Regions from separate parts of the Mus musculus genome. Here region 2 is linked to region 1. A link is a contact called in public targeted proximity ligation data. All regions are on one chromosome and are shown on one strand. The core of a region is the stretch at or near the end of the contact, and the rest is flanking DNA. Distances in the headings are between cores, read along the strand shown. Region 1 holds the start of Gm31733 (a long non-coding RNA gene). Region 2 has its middle 55 kb from the start of Psat1.

Region 1 (7,928 bases), core at 3,461-5,960:
CCATGCATTCACATCCATGCATTGGAGAGCAAGCTTCTGTCTCCCTTGAATTTGTGCATGAACGATGGAGCAAATAGAAAATGGCATAGCTCTATAAGATCACTGACATGACATCCTCTCACTCTCTCTCCTTCTGTGTGTGTGTGTGTGTGTGTGCGTGCGTGTATGTTATGTGTGTGTGTTATGTGTGTGTCTTTCATCTGTCTCTCTGTTTCTGTCTCTGTCTCTCTGTCTCTGTGTGTGTCTTTCATCTGTTTCTTTGTTTCTGTGTCTCTGTCTCTGTCTGTCTCTCTGTCTCTGTCTGTCTGTCTGTCTGTCTGTCTGTCTCTCTCTCTCTCTCTCTCTCTCTCTCTCACACACACACACACACACACACACACACACACACACACACACACACACATTCACAGAGACAGCATCCCATAAAATACAACCTAACATTTCCTTATGAATTTTCATACTCCTCTGTGATCCATCACAGCAGTTATTACACCCCAAACTATCATCCATCACGGAGAGCACTACAGGCAACCAGAGGATGAGAGGATGTGCAAGCCCTGCTCCCAGGGCTCCCCCCTCCCTCACAAGCTATAAACTGAAAGCTCACTGAAGAACCAAGTACTGAGGTTGCAGTCATTTAGCAGACCTTTCCTGCAGGGATGGGCCTGGCAGGGCAATCCCCGTTGTGCCAGGGAATCCACTTAGAGTGTGCATACCGGGAGTGCAGAGCAGCCCCCAGCAGCAGACTGAGTTGTTGCATCCAAGAGGCTGGGAATGCTCCAGATCTCCCTCCTGTGGCTCCACCTTCTGCATAAATGAAATGGGCAATCCTTTTCCACTGCTGTTCTTTCTCAGAAAGTACTGATTTCCATCTGCCTCCATCAGGTCTTTCCTCATCCTAGGAACCTTGGGAGAGAGTGAACAAAAAGAAACAGAAGAGAGAGGGAGACAAAGGAAAGAGTAACTGGCCCTCCACATACATCTTCCCATTTCATCTAAGCAGGAACTCTAAGAGCTTTGAATACTGTCACTTTACAAATGAAAACAAAAAGTGTTACTTGTGCTTCTACTGTGAGATTATTATATATATATGCTTTTTTCTCTCTCTCAAAAAGTCAGCTAGACTAGAGCTAAGGACAGCAGCCTACAATCACCCCTGCATTCCTAAGAGCTATAGGCCTTGCTAAGTGGTGCCATCCATACTCTGTTTGGACCCTCTGGCCCACTCATACACATAAGTACAGACAGACCAGCTCTCGGTGTGAAAGAGACCAACAAGTTAAGAAGTTCCTCTATGCAATTGGGGTTTTTACAAGTGGGGGTAGGGCACTGAGAGGCTTGCTAAGTTTAAGACATTCATTAGACCATGCAGATGCAATTGGGTACGTGGGCCGCATAGTTTAAAGATGTAGGAGAGACCTGGAGATCTGTCCTTTATACAACAGTGGTTGTGATTGCTGCCTGAAGGCTAGAAATTCTCTCTCTCTCTCTCTCTCTATCTCTCTCTCTCTCTCTCTCTCTGTGTGTGTGTGTGTGTGTATGTGTGTGTGTGTGTGTGTGTGTGTGTGTATTAGTACACATGTAGGGATGCACACACACATGGAGGCCAGGGTAAATGCTGGGTGTCTTTCTTAATAGCTTTTCCACCTTATTTTTGAGACAGTCTCTCTTACCAAACATAGACTTCATGGATCAACTTGAATTTTCTGGCCAGCTACTAAGATTGTAGGTGCATCCTACCATACCTAGCTTTTTATATGGGTGCTGGGGAGTCCAAACTTAAATCCTATTGCTTGCATGGTGAGTATTTTACCAACTGAGCCATCTGCCTGGTAGCAGTTTCTGTTCATCCTCCCAGAACATGGCCTTGCAGGGATGTATGGGCCTCCTACCTATGCAGCACAAGTCCACAAGGAGAGCTGCTATTTGTCTTGATTGATGGAAGCCTAAGAGAGATTCTTGCTGGGCACGTAGACTCCAGCACCGAGAGACTATGAAGCAAACTACCATGGGCAAAGTTTAAAGATGGACTTAAGAGATCAGCATCTGGGTATTGCTTGCTACAGGGCCTATCCATGGATGGTATAAAGGACCAGTAAGCAGCCAAAGGAAAGCTACAAGTAGCACCAACCAGCTCAAGACTTGCCCCTCTTCTTTCACACTTGCTGCCCTTCTCCCAATTCCAGGGAACCCATACAGAGGACAAAAACCAAGAAAGCCGGGATGGAACAAAACGTGTCTACTTTCCCATTCAGGGAATAAGCTGGGAGGGATAGAGATAGTGGAAAAGAAGAAGGGCAGGAGGAGGAGGAGGAGAAGGAAGGGGAAGAGGAGGAGAAGGGGGAAGAGGAAAAGGAGGGGAAAGAGGAGGGGGGAGGAAGAAGGCAACAAGGAGGAGAAGAAAGAAAGAAAGAAAGAGAGAGAGAGAGAGAGAGAGAGAGAGAGAGAGAGAGAGAGAGAGAGAGGAGGGAGGGAGGGAGGGAGGGAGGGAGGGAGGGAGGGAGGGAGAAAATCTTCCTATAATGGATAAAATGGACTTTACTAGAAAGTTTTCCATGCCCCCAAGTGAATTTTAATCATTCAAATGATCAACAACTGAAAACAAGTTCTAGGAGGGTCAGCTGGACATTGATACATTGATACAGGCTATGTGGAAATAACAGAAAACAGACAGGTGACTCCAGAAGCAGACTTCTCTTTAATCAGAACACTGAAGGGCCACAGAATCTCAGCCAAAGTGACAGGTCTTAAGGTTTTATAGGACAAGGAAGGGGGAACTTTGGGGATAGAAGATACCTCTGCAGGTCAGTTTCCCTGCAGTCTGGAAGTGGCCAATATCACTTGGTATTGTGGGTCTCCTGATCAGAACTTCAGTTATCACTTCAAATCAACTTTCCTATGCAGAGCTTCTCAGTCGACCCGAGGCTTTTAGGCCATTAACCCAAGGTTCTACACCAGCCAACTTAATGAAGCCTAAGATGGGACACATATAGACTGAAGGTTGAGCGAACAATAGAAAAAGGGTTTTTCCACTTGGAGCGTGTGAACAGCAGTGTAGACAGTTGTTAATTGTGTCAACCAGCACAGATGTCTACAAAGTCCGACTCTGAGCTTTGTCTTTCCGTTCCAAGGACAGGATTGTGTCTTGTTTACCTGCAGCTGAAAACCAAAGTCAACTGCAGTGCTAAGCCTGGGCTGTCCCTTGGGGGTGTCTTCTTCCCCTGGCTATCAGCACCATCCGACTTGCATTGCTTTGAGAACTGAAGAGCTACACTTAGGAATTCACAAGGGTCTTTTAATGCACAAGGGTCCAGAGCCATCTAATTCTGTTCACTACTGCATCAAAGCTGTGCATGAGAACACCTTGGCTGTCAACTTAGTGGCAGAAAGGACCAGCCAAGAGTGCTCTGTAATTTTCTGACAATTGTGTCTCTGTTAAAAATAAAATATGATGTATAGTGTGACATTTGCCCCCTTTACACTGACCCAGCCCATGCGACTCTCAGTGTGCTTGCACATGCATGCAAGTCTTTTGTATGTAGCAGCAACTGCCGTGTGTTTCTATAACAACCTCCATTAGAGCCCTTCCTTCTTAACCCTGTTGTTAGGCTACTGGAGGTCTCCCCAGGAAGGACCTAGCTGGGGTGGATTTAGCAAGAATTCTCATGGGTTGGTTTGACTAAGAATCCCCCCTGAGGTGGCATCTTCTCTTTACTGCCCACTCTGCGGGCCATCCCAGGCTGCCTGATAAATTTGTAACTAAGAGCTGTCACCCTCCCCGCTGAGGTTGCCCAGAGAAACTGGGTCTCCTCTTTAACAAGTGTCACCTATTCCTGTCCCTGAGGTTGCACCACTGACTTGGACTATGCTGAAGGTGACAAGGACAGCTAACTCCCTGGTCGTGGAGGGCTTTGCCAAGCCTCACTTTTCTTTCACGGACGCCTAAAACACTCTTTGATTCTCATCCCAGCTGGTCATTTAAAATAAACAAAGAAAAGGAAAAGGTTTGAAAGACACAACACAAATAAAATGTTCCTAACTGGACAATCAGTATGCATGATAAAGAACAGCCCTGCATTGATGGCCAGGGAGGAGGAAGGAAGGGATGGGGAAGGAAGCAGAGGAGGAAGAAGGGTTAGCCAAGTTAATGGTATACACTAAATGTTATAGCTTTATAAACTTACAGACGTGCAAAAAAGATCTCCATGTATACAATGCTTTAAAAAGAAATGAATTCAACTCCAACTGGCTTTGTGGCTGCCTTAGGAAAGAAAGAAAGAAAGAAAGAAAGGAGGGAGGGAGGGAGGGAGGGAGGGAGGGAGGGAGGAAGGAAGGAAGGAAGGAAAGAGAGAGAGAGGCAAATAAATGATGTTACCAGCGCTCCTTGCAATGTTTTAAAATGAATAAATAAAAGCTTCCCTGCCAACTTTTTTTTTATTATTATGTCTGTCTCTGACTTTTTAAATGCTTTCCCTAAAAATGTTTTCATGCTTCCTTCTCCCTGGACGTTTTACAGTCTGCCTTCCTAAATTTCACTGGAGACCTGCAAATCAAGCTGTGTCTTGCTGGTTTGATAGCTGCTTTTACGCAGCCCAGCGGAAAGCAGCGCCTTAGCATCATTCTTGCTGCGAAGAGAGTTTATTAGTCAGGCCTCCCCTGCTTGGCTGGCAGGAAGACGTGCTAGGAAGGCCAGAGCCATCTTGGCCGGGCCCAGGGAAGGCAGGCAGGTGTCTGGATCAGGCCCCTCTGCAGTGACCTTCTGTCTCATAGCAACAACACAGGAAATCACCTCCTTCCCCAGACACCATTTCACATCCATGCTTGCTTCCTGCCCTGATTGGGAGGAGAAAAGGGAAAGTGAGCAGAGACAGGAGATGAAAAATTCTTGTTTTGCAATCCTATTAATTAGTCCTGGAGGATTTTTTTTCAGCTGCTTCTGCTGGCAGGAAGGCCTGGGAAAAGGAGTCCTCGGGCTTGCCGCACTGGCCACTGGAGCCAGCTCCCTACTTGAAATTCAAATGAGAACCGCTCTGACCTTTCCTGTCATATATTTTATTTCAGAGACAGTTTACAAGGCCTCTCCACCATGCAGGTCATGTTTTAGTTTAAACAGAAATCCTCTCGTAGGTGTTGGATGCGAGTTAATGATTACACCGAAATCACTCTAATTAGGCTCTGTTGTTACACGCTGCCCTTTGGGGGTTGCTGCTGTTGTCACATACAGTATTTTGTAGAAAAATAATTGGCCTGAGCTTTCTTCCTCCCTTTCTCACACCTCTCTCTCTCTCTCTCTCTCTCTCTCTCTCTCTCTCTCTCTCTCTCTCTCTCTCTCTCTTCTGTTCTTTGATCTTTCAGCACTTGATGAGGAAGATCTTTTACCTCTCTGGTCCTTATGAACTTTTAAGAGGGCATCAGGCTGACAGCCAGAGCCAGGAGATGGAAGGGAGGCAGGGCCTTACCAAGCAGGCCTGCTTGCCTCTTGGGGTCAGAGAGAGGAGAACAGGCAGGGCTCCTGCCAAGGGACTCCCTCAAGCATCTTTTGTTCTCTGGGCATGCACAGAGGCTGAGATGTTGGAGTGGCTGGGCTGGATGAGGTTTATTTATTGCTTTATTTATTATTTACCTGCCATTATGCATCTGCCCCACTCACATGGTCTTCTCTAGGAGACTGACATCTCTGTGAAGATGAGGTGGATATGGACTTGAAGCCAAGAGAACCAGAGCTTTGCCAGAACAGCTGCAAGTCAGGGTGGTGGAGGGCCTTAGATGAAGACTTTAAACGGGGGGGGGGGGGGGGGGCGGTAAAGGAAATAACAAATTAAGGCTTCTAGCAAACTGAAAAGGGTGCTGGCCACCCACGCCTGTAACCCAGGACTTGCGTAGTCTGTGAGGCTGGGTTACTCTTCCTAAAGTTACTTCCGGTCATAGAAGGAGTAGAGGGAAAGAAAACGTTCCTAAGCCAGCCTCTCATGATCATTTCCTATCTAGAGTCATCAGAGACTTAAGAAGGAAACCGTGAAAATCTTAAAGCTATTTGAGGCAGGTTTAAAAAAAGAAATTCAAACAACAACAACAACAAAAGACAATACTACAAAAGCATATGTGCTATTTACCTGTCTTAGCCTTTGCTGCCTGGATTGTCTGTCTAGCCCAGGAATTCACACCACTCAGTGAGATCCATGGACCAGCAGGGCCTGCTTCACCTTGGAGTTTGTAGAAAATTTAGGAACAGGCTCCAGCCTGATTGTTAAAATCAAATGCTCTCCCTCAAAAGGAGAGCTACCCAGTCTGAGAAGCCTCCTGTATCATTCCTGCCTTCAAGGGAACCACAGCAACTGTGATTCCCTCACAGGCCCGACTCCAAAATCCACATCATTTCCATACCAGCAAAGGAGCCGTGAGCTCCAAATCGCGTGCAGCTCACGCCAGGAGTGTTGGACAGAATGAGATGGTCACACCAGCTGGCTTTTTAACAACAAAGGCACTAAGGAAAAGCCTCCTGCAGCAACTCTACCGCTGTTAGGTGTTACACTTATTTCTATTGGAATAGGGTGGGGTGGGAACGCAAGGGCAGAACCCAGGGAAGTGGGGATCCCTTCAGGGTTCCTAGACTCATTAATAGAAGAACTTAAGAAGGGACTGGATCTGAAGTTCAAGGACATTTTTATTAGCATTTAAAAGACAGAAAAACAACAACAATAAAACAAACAAACAAACAAATAAATAAATAATAACTTAAAAAAAAGACAGAGTTAGGCAAGCCATAAACCTTGGCCACTGCCCAGAGGAAGAACACAGAGGAAAGAAGGAACAAAGGCCACGCCGTTTAAGCTGGCAAGGAGATCAGACACTTGGCAGACAAGCAGTCAGTCGCATGGTGAGAGGAGAGGTTTTTAGAGAAAAAGTAAGAAAACCCAAAATGTTAGGAAAACCCAACACGCTGAGGCATGGTTAGAAAAAAGAGAGAATGAGAGAAGCTCTGCTTTTCTGGGTAATAAAGAAAAGTGGGGGGCTGGTGAGATGGCTCAGTGGGTAAGAGCACCCGACTGCTCTTCCGAAGGTCAGGAGTTCAAATCCCAGCAACCACATGGTGGCTCACAACCATCTGTAACAAGATCTGACGCCCTCTTCTGGAGTGTCTGAAGACAGCTACAGTGTACTTACATATAATAAATAAATAAATCTTAAAAAAAAAAAAAAAGAAAAGAAAAAAAAGAAAAGTGGGTGACATGGCTGCAGCCCCAGTAAAGCACAGCGCTATGAGCAGGGACTCTGGCGAGGAGAAATATGGACCCTCAGTAAAGGGCTAATTGCTCTGCTTCTCTCTTTAGCCTGCTTATGGTGAGCCTACTGTCCTAAAGATGGTCCCTTAGCCAAGTGAACACTACCCAGCTGGAATGTTAGGATTTTGGGGTCCTTTTGTTTGTTTGTTTGTTTGTTTTTTATAAGTATCATTTTATTATGAGATGTTTGTCCAATAACACACAGCATAGAGGTTTGCAGAGGCTGGATTGGAGCCTGCCAGTGGCTCACAGTCTTTTGCTTTGCCACTCGGCCTCACAGACTCGGGTCTTCACACGCCTGTGAAGAGAACAGCATGGGGACACTGCTGTGCTAATTAACCATAGGACCATAGTAGGGATGCCATATTCTAGTAATAGGGGGAAGAAAATGCAGGATAGCAATATATGTATGGAGAGAATGCTTGTTTCAGCTCACTATATGGAGGGGAGAAACTGTATAAAACATTTCATATGCTGTATTCACACACTGTTTGCTACACAGCAATTTAGCTCACTACTAACTGTGGCCTAACTAGTAGGGAACACTCTGGTCAGTCAGATAAGTAACCATCCCTCGTTGGGGAGCATGAAGAGATACAGGCAGAAGTAGAGGTCATGCAGGAACAGGTGGCTAAAAGCCAGACT
Region 2 (7,928 bases), core at 2,326-4,825, 200 kb after region 1:
ATAATTTGTGGATGAATGTGGAAACCAAGTATATAGGGATGATTTAATTGATAGATAAAAAGAATATTTGAAATCACTTGTAGAATATCCAGTATATGAAATTTTTTACCACCACCCCTGACCACGCATACCTAATTAAGAACACCCCCCCCTTTATTTTTTTTCATTTTATGCAGCCAGTCAAGTTCTGTTGTGTTGCAGTTTGTCTAGCAACTTGCTCTAAAGAGTTCTGAGCATGACCAATGTCAGAAAATCTAGGTTTTTAGCTGAGAAGACCACAACAAACCCAGAACAAGGGTTGAGGCAGCTGTGTGACCTCAGGAGGCAGAATGTCAAAAGTCCACAGAAAGAAAGGTCACCTCAGGGGCCCCAGTTGGCTACAAAGACTCTAGGAGCTTGAAGAAGGGCATTGAAATAGGGGCAGAGGTTGAATTTCAGAGAGACAGAAAAACAGACCAAGATTTAGAGGCAGAAATAAGCAGTGTTTGCTGATGGTGAGGAGAGCGCCAGTAGGAAACAAGGCTCATTACAGGGTGGGGCTTCCTGGGGGAAAGGGTAATAAGTGGCCTGAGAAGCCGATCTGTTACATAGAGGACTCATTCTGGCTCATGAGTAAGAATGGCAGAAGTGTCTTCGGTGTGGCGGGAATTCACCCCAGGATTCTTTTAAAGAGCATGCTCCCCCTGACATTGAGTTAATGATTTCATTTGCACTCAGCTTTCCAATATCCCATCTCAGTGGTTCCCAACTTATGGACCACAGAGTTATGGCAGAGGTCCCCGAAGTCATATAAGCACTGTCTAGAGAACAGCGAATGACTTGCTCCGGGTATATTGCCACTACTTTGTCCTAATATGTGGAGGTACCGTAAGACATAAAATGCAAATTCATTCCAAAGTAACGGTAGCCTGAGTTGCCCCAGGCATCAGCCTGTGGCAACACACAGAGTCACTTTAACAATAACCGAAATGTCACTGCCTTGCATCTCCCCTGCTGTTCACCCAGGGCTTCTGCCTACAGCAAACTGCCCACTCTAGGATGCCTAGTGATTTTGCATATGGTCCTAGAAACAAATCCATCCTCCCCAGAGAGCCACTGGGTGGCGCTACATCTGCATTGACCTGGCATCACCATAGGTTGGTTGCTTAGGAGTAGGGCAAAGATGCAGGATTGTTACATGGCACAGCGGGGAGCAGACACCTCATTATTCTGAGCTAGTATTCCCCAAACACTAATGCTTTACTGAGGATTGTTTTCTAAATAGCTTTTCCAGTTTTTACTTAATGGCCCTTAAACTTTAAGCAGAAAAAGTAGTATTTATACATTGATCATTCTAACACAACAGCGGGGACATATTCCCTCCTGTCCAGTACCCAAGATCCCTTCTCACGACCCTTTGTGACCAGCATTTAAGCTTGTAGGTATATAAGGAAATAATGCATAGCTCGGTAGATGATTTGCAAGTGTGAAAAGGTAGAAACACAGAGGTCTGTAGACTACAGGTAGAAGTGAAGAGCTTTGTAGACTACAGGTAGACAGACATCAAAGGCAATGAGGTTAGCATCCAAATTCTAGTAATGGAGATCCCTGGGTCACACTGATACGTCAAATTAGCCAGTTAACATACATCAGCTACACTGTGTCCCCCATCTTAGAAGTAGGAGCTGAGGAAGATACCCACATGTGTGTATATATTTGCAAAGTGAGCTCCTGAGGTGTCGACACCCTCTCTCATCCTTACTGAGGACTGCTTTCTTAGCACTCAGATTCTTTTATGGAACTAACTAGAGCAAGGCGCTTATGTTGGGAGTGGCCCCACCCACATCTTGTGCCAGGGATGGAACCCAGACTGCCATGCATGCTGGACAAGCACTCTACTTCTGGGCTGCACCCCAGCCCTGGACTGGGGGATTGCAAAAGATGGATTATTGCCCAAACTGCCTTACTAAATGAGATAAGAAATTATAAATAAAGATTGATGGGCAGACCAGAAACAGGGGTTGGGGGGGGGGGAACCTCTGGTTTTCAAAAGAGACAGATCCTAGAACAAATACCTCCAGGCTTGGGCAAAGCAGGAGCAAAGTGTTTGTCACATGACATTTTATCTTCAGTTGAGCAAGAGAATCACTCCAACTCCACGATGAAGTGTGAGGGCCCTCCAGTGTGTTCGGGGAGTCAGATCTCTTTCTTTTACATGTTTCTCTACTGTCCATTAAATGGGGGCAAGAGGACCAGCTTAAGGTTGCAAACAAATGAAAAAGTACAAGGAAGTAAGCCCAAGAAATAGTCTCTCCATGCTTGCCTCTGCAAATGTAAGTTAGCTAAAGACGAACTGCTCTACGATTAATATGGACTGCATTCGGAATGTTAGCAGGCAAGGGGTTTACTCCTGATCGGGGCCAGTGTTATCATACTTGAGACAAGCAGAGTGTCTAGAGCACAACATTTAAGGAAGCATGGGTTTGCAGGGTCTTACTCTCAGAGATGACAGCAGAACAGCCTGCAAGGGAATACTCCTCCTTAAATTTTGGGTCTCAGCCACGCTGCCTGCTTCACTCTAGTCTAGTCCTTGGCTCTTCCTGGCCCAGTCAAATTTCATTCCACCTCAAACTCAGACACAATTTGCCACATACATGATTTAGAATTCTTGGTCATTTCAAAGATACATTTCACTGGGTATTCATAACAGCCTCTGTGGCACATCAGACTACACTCCCCATTCTACAGAGAACAGGGAAGGTCAGGAGTCTTGTCCAAGGTAGCATTTTGGGGCCATGGCAGGCAAGCTCCACCCACGCCAGTCACCCAAAGACTGCTTCCAAAAGTATTTGGTGTTGTGTTCGATTGCCTCGTGAATTCATTTCTGGAGTGAAACCAACTCAAAGTTTCATATGGCCCATCCAAAGGTGCTGTATCTCTTCATTTGCCCCCTCCAGATCCACAGAGTATAGAGAGGAAGAGTTTAGCCAAGGTTGCTGGCTGCTTAGAATAAATGCCTATGAATTCTCCACCCCCTGAAGCCTTCCACAAAGGCCACAAGCTCCCAGCTGCAACCCTGTGTGGATGGGCAGCCAGGAAAGGCACTTGCCTAGGAGGCCTTAAAATCAGTCACAGCTGGGATCCATACTGCCCTAGCTTTCTGTAGCTCTGGCTTTTCCCTGACTGAAGAACAAAAAATACCATCAGTTGTGGGCCCACTAGCTGGAACTCAGCCATGGGGCCTGATTAGAGTGTTAATTCACCCAGCCCATGAAGCACTCTGTATATTATCCAGCCAATGTTTCAGGGTACCACTAAATTTCATCAAAGTGAAAAAGCCTTCCCCACATCCTCTACAGATTTCTTGTTCTTGGTTCTCAAAGTGATACGTTTAAGAACTGAAAATAAAATGAACTCATTTGCAAATTGTGCTTTTGTGTTCGTGTGTGTGTGTGTGTGTGTGTGTGTGTGTGTGTGTGTGTGTGCAAGTGCAGATCTATATCACCCTTGTCAGAATTCATTGTTATGTGAGTTCTTTCCTGAAGCCTGGATCTAAGGCTCGGCTCGGTTGCATAAAGCTTTGCCTCCCTCTGCTGTCGAGAAGAAGAATCAAGTGTGGCAAACATAAACTCCGAATTGGAGAGACCATTGGAAGGAAACTGTACCTAGGGGTGTTTGTATACGCTGCATAAAGTGGCTGTAACAAGGGCCTAGCATCACAGTATTATCCACATAGCACTTGATTTACAACTTCTCAGGAAAAGTCAACTTCAAACCCAATAAGAACAGATTGGGACGGATTGCATGCTCACCTGCAGAGCAGAACAAAATCAATCAAGTGATTCTTTGGTCACTGGACTAAAAGATTCAAGATTGATTTTTTTCCCCTTTTAGTAAAATATGAAACTCCCTGGAAACTTTAAGTATTACTGGAGTCCTGTATCGTATGAGGATTCATGTGGCAAGAGCGTAGCAATTTGTCTAAAAAACTTTCCTTCGACAACTCTAGAGATGGCTGAATTTGCATGAGCTCATCGGGCAATGATTTTTGAAAGCATTAACCTCAGAAAGAAGGGAGGGTAGAGGTTTCCTGCTAAGTACCAGGGATCTCAATCATAAAATTAAATATTCCCTCGCAGACTTCGTGGTATGGTAATCAGCTATGACCTCTTGCAATAGTCGGTGATCTGCGGGGAATTCTGAATGTCTAAGGAGCTTGATTTTGTCCTCAATGTGCCACACATAATGGGAAGCTGCTTTACAGGAAGTTTCTCCTCCTGTGGAAGATGCCTGGACACTGCAGATATCAGCAAAGCCCAGCCAGGCCTATCTCACTTATAGGCTGAGTCCCTTGCATACGCAGTGGCGCCTCTTTAATGAATGTTTCTACTCTTGAACATACAGTCATCCTAGGTAAGCATTTTGTGTCCTCAGCCAAGGTCAAAGAAACAAACAGGGGTCCAGAGGTGTTTTAAGAGCAAGACCCATGCCTGCCAATCACAGCTGGCTTAACACTCTACTCTCGGCCTGTGGGAAGGGTGGCCTGAGAGCAATGCTTCTATGGAGCTGAGAATTGCCTGCAAAGCTCCCCCACACAACTCTAATACCCTTCCCAGAATTCAGACCTATTCCAAGCTCTAAGTTGTGTTTCTTCTAAATTTTCATTTTATGTATTTGAAGAAGGGGGCAGAGGCATGAGTGTGTCCCAGTACACACATGTGGAGGTCAGGAGACAGAAACAGGCTCTCTCCTTCCAGCCTGTGAGTAAAATGGATAGAAGTCAGGTAATCAAGCTTGGCTGTAGACAACTTTACCTGCTGAGCCATCTTGCTACCCCCCCCCCAGCAGTCCTCTTTTCAACAAATGATTTTTTTTTTCAGTACGTAGGACCGCATGCATGTGAGGCAAGCTAATTTTTGCCACTCAGCTACAACATCAGCCCTCTAAGTAATGTTTCTCACCTAAGACAAAGAGCAACACATTAGCCAAGAGGCAGCAGGGTAGACACAGATAGCACATTGGATGTTGTTGACCATAAGGTCTCTATCCCAGTGACTCAAATGGAGACAAGTCATCTTACCGGTGACTAGGAAACACTATGGTGTAACACTGTATTTATAAGCAGAGGTGACTGGCCGTTATTTGTGATTCCCTATCTCAGACCACTCAGAATGCCACTTAAAAAAAGACACGAATGCTTGTTGTCACCTTGTTGAGGTCGGGTCTCAAGCAGGTGATCTATGTGAGACTCTTCCAAACACCATGAAACCCCACTTCCAGCATGAAGCAATGTTAGACTTGCCCCTCCTTCCTCCCTCCTTCATTAGGGAATACTTTCAAAGTCAGATTCACACTTGTGTCCTCCTTCATCTACACCACTGAATGATGGAGGGGAAGGAGGACACTGGTGGGTCAGGCATAGGCAGAAGTGAAGCTATCAAGTCATCTCACTGGCTTTGGTAGCAGAATTCCAAAATAGCTCAAAGATGCTCCTTTCCAGTGTCATATACCATCTCCCAGTCATCCAATCACATGGGACTGACTGGATAAGATGGGCTCTTTAAACCTGGGTCTAGAGGTCAGAGACAGGCCAGGGAGAATCTAAGCATAAGAGAGATGGTGTAGGAATATCACCAGGCTGGCAGAAAAGAAGATACACTACATAGACACTGTGCCCCTGAATTTGGCTACCAGACTATTGAAACAGTGGTCTTCATGAACTTGGAATATCTCATGAAATCTCATGTTGGGAGAAGTAAAAGGCTGAAGCTTAGTATCAGCCAGAGTCTTCACTCTGTCTGACAGTTTATCAGACCACCACCCAGGAGCTAAGACAGGGACAAGTAAGTGATGGGCAGGATCACGCCTTGACCAGGACTGCCCGATCTCGACACTAGCAACTCCAGTAACTGGAAGAATCCATGGTTGGTTTCAAAGTTGTGGGGCCATGAGATACAGAATGTGCGGGGACTCTAGGAGCTGAGTACTCTCAACTGAAAACATTAAAGTAAGGGGTCCTTTCATTGCATCCATAAGGAGTGGGTTCTGCCAACAGTGGGTAAATGATGAGCTGACCAACTGGGTGGACACAGAGCTCCAGATGAGAGCCACAGCCTTAGGCCAACACCACACATGCACAGCAGGAAACATACCCATAGTGCACCCATTTTTTTAAGCTACAAAAATGTTGGGATAACAAATTAACATCTGGTCAACTGCTAAGTATGTGATGACATGGTACATAGAAGTAGAAAATGATGCAGACAGGCCTCTGGCTTTGATGTCTAGGTCACTACTGGGGAGGATGGAATCCAACAATGTCTTCTTTAAAATGAAAATGGATGAGAGCCAAGGTCACTCCACCTGGAGTCAATCAGAACTCCAGCCAACATGAAGGCACCAATGACAAGGAAGCTTATCCAGTACCAACCCACTTGCTACACTGTGAGGTCATTGGCCACATCTGCTCTGTCACTGGGCATGGCCAGTTGGGGAGGCAGAACACAGGGAGTTTGCCTGCACTTATCCCACCCCACCACCTCAGGGACAGGGAAGAGACTGCTCCAGGGGTGGGAAAGGTCTGAAATGTGGAAAAGCCAGAACTGCTTCAGGGTTCCCAGGCCTGCAACGAAGCTGGGGCTGTGGGATTCTCAGACTCTTGAACATCCAAGTTCCAAAGAGAGTTGGAGAGCCCTCGGACTGGGGACAGCATCTAGCCTGGGGGTTGGGGGAGCTCCAGCTTGGCTTGTCCCAGCAGGGGAGAGTGTCCTAAGCTTGGTGGATGCAAGCTTGCAGGCTTGCAGTCTTGCAGGCTTGATGGGTTGTGGCCGGGAGCAGAGAGGCCTTCTATGGAAGATTAAGCTGCAGCTCTGTAGGCGAAGGCCTTCCTCATGGCTCCCCATGGTGGATCTTGATGAAAAAGAGATGGTCCATGGTTCCAAACAGTTTACTGTCATGGTGGAAAATGCATGCATAAAATTATACCCGCTACTCAGGGTGCAGGAAAGAATGTCTGGGAAGGGAAGCTTATTAACTAAACCCTCTAGGCCTCTAGGTACCTCATTAGCATGGAGAACTCTATTTTGAGTCTACATGACCATAGGACAGGTTTCTTTTATGTGAGAAGCATGGCACATGATCAAGTACCATTCAATCACAGACTGGAGAGCCACCATCCACCTTTCGACACTTTGTCCAGAGTCCCTTCAAACCTTTCTGAGAGTGAGGTATGAGCAAGAGGCTGTAGAGGGAACACCAGCACATGGGTTGAACATACTGGAATTCCAGTTGGCCCTGCTCCCAAGCAGCCTTTTAACAGAGATGTCTAATTGATCTTTATTGAGCAGAACCTTCCCTTCTGCTTATAAACGAAATGATCGCTCTTCCCTCTGGTTCTATCTGGAGAAGTTAATAGCCTCGGTTTTCTCTTACAGCAGAGCAACTTAATGACCGGGAGACTATCATAAATAGAGTTTATTGTCCAAAATACAAGGCACAGTCTCATCAGCCTGCCCCATTGAGAATGCCTTGTTTGCAGATGTTGACTTTTCACGGTTCTCCCAGCCACCACGTGTGCTGTTCTCATGGATGAACGTCTGCTGGCCGATTAACAAACAAATGCTCCCTGCGAGACAATCTATAGGGTTTTTGTTTTTGTTGTTGTTGTTGTTGTTTTTCTCCCAGAGTTGCCCCACCCCAAAGGATGCTGTACCAAGCACCAGTGTGATCCTCTCCAGCAACAGCTTCCAATGAGGCCAGAGAATATCTAAGACAGTTCACTCTGTGGGTTGCACACAAATGTTCCGTGTGCACATTGGATCGTTCCATGCTTCCAAGCCCCAGGCTCACCAGGTTCTATCAGCAAGCCACTGCCTCATAATTAGTATGAGCCTCTTGCCCATGCCTCACTCTGAGGAAGGTTTTAAGAGACTCTGGATAAAGTGCTGACC

Evidence for each region.
Region 2: a targeted proximity ligation map of neural progenitor cells shows a contact between it and region 1, with 6 times the contacts expected there. A contact is called at or near these places in 3 of 39 promoter capture datasets (embryonic stem cells, hippocampal neurons and liver), 11 of 484 Hi-C or Micro-C datasets (B cells, the G1E-ER4 cell line, the N1E-115 cell line and 6 more) and 3 of 130 datasets of targeted methods (large pre-B cells and neural progenitor cells).

What each region holds. Positions count from the first base shown.
Region 1 is chr19:15,663,326-15,671,253 of GRCm38.p6, forward strand. It overlaps Gm31733 (a long non-coding RNA gene), which reads right to left and starts at 1,021. Exons shown (of 3, transcript XR_001782719.1): 1 at 717-1,021.
Region 2 is chr19:15,865,951-15,873,878 of GRCm38.p6, forward strand. No RefSeq gene overlaps it. Among named protein-coding and RNA genes, the nearest start is that of Psat1, 55 kb to the right of the region's middle.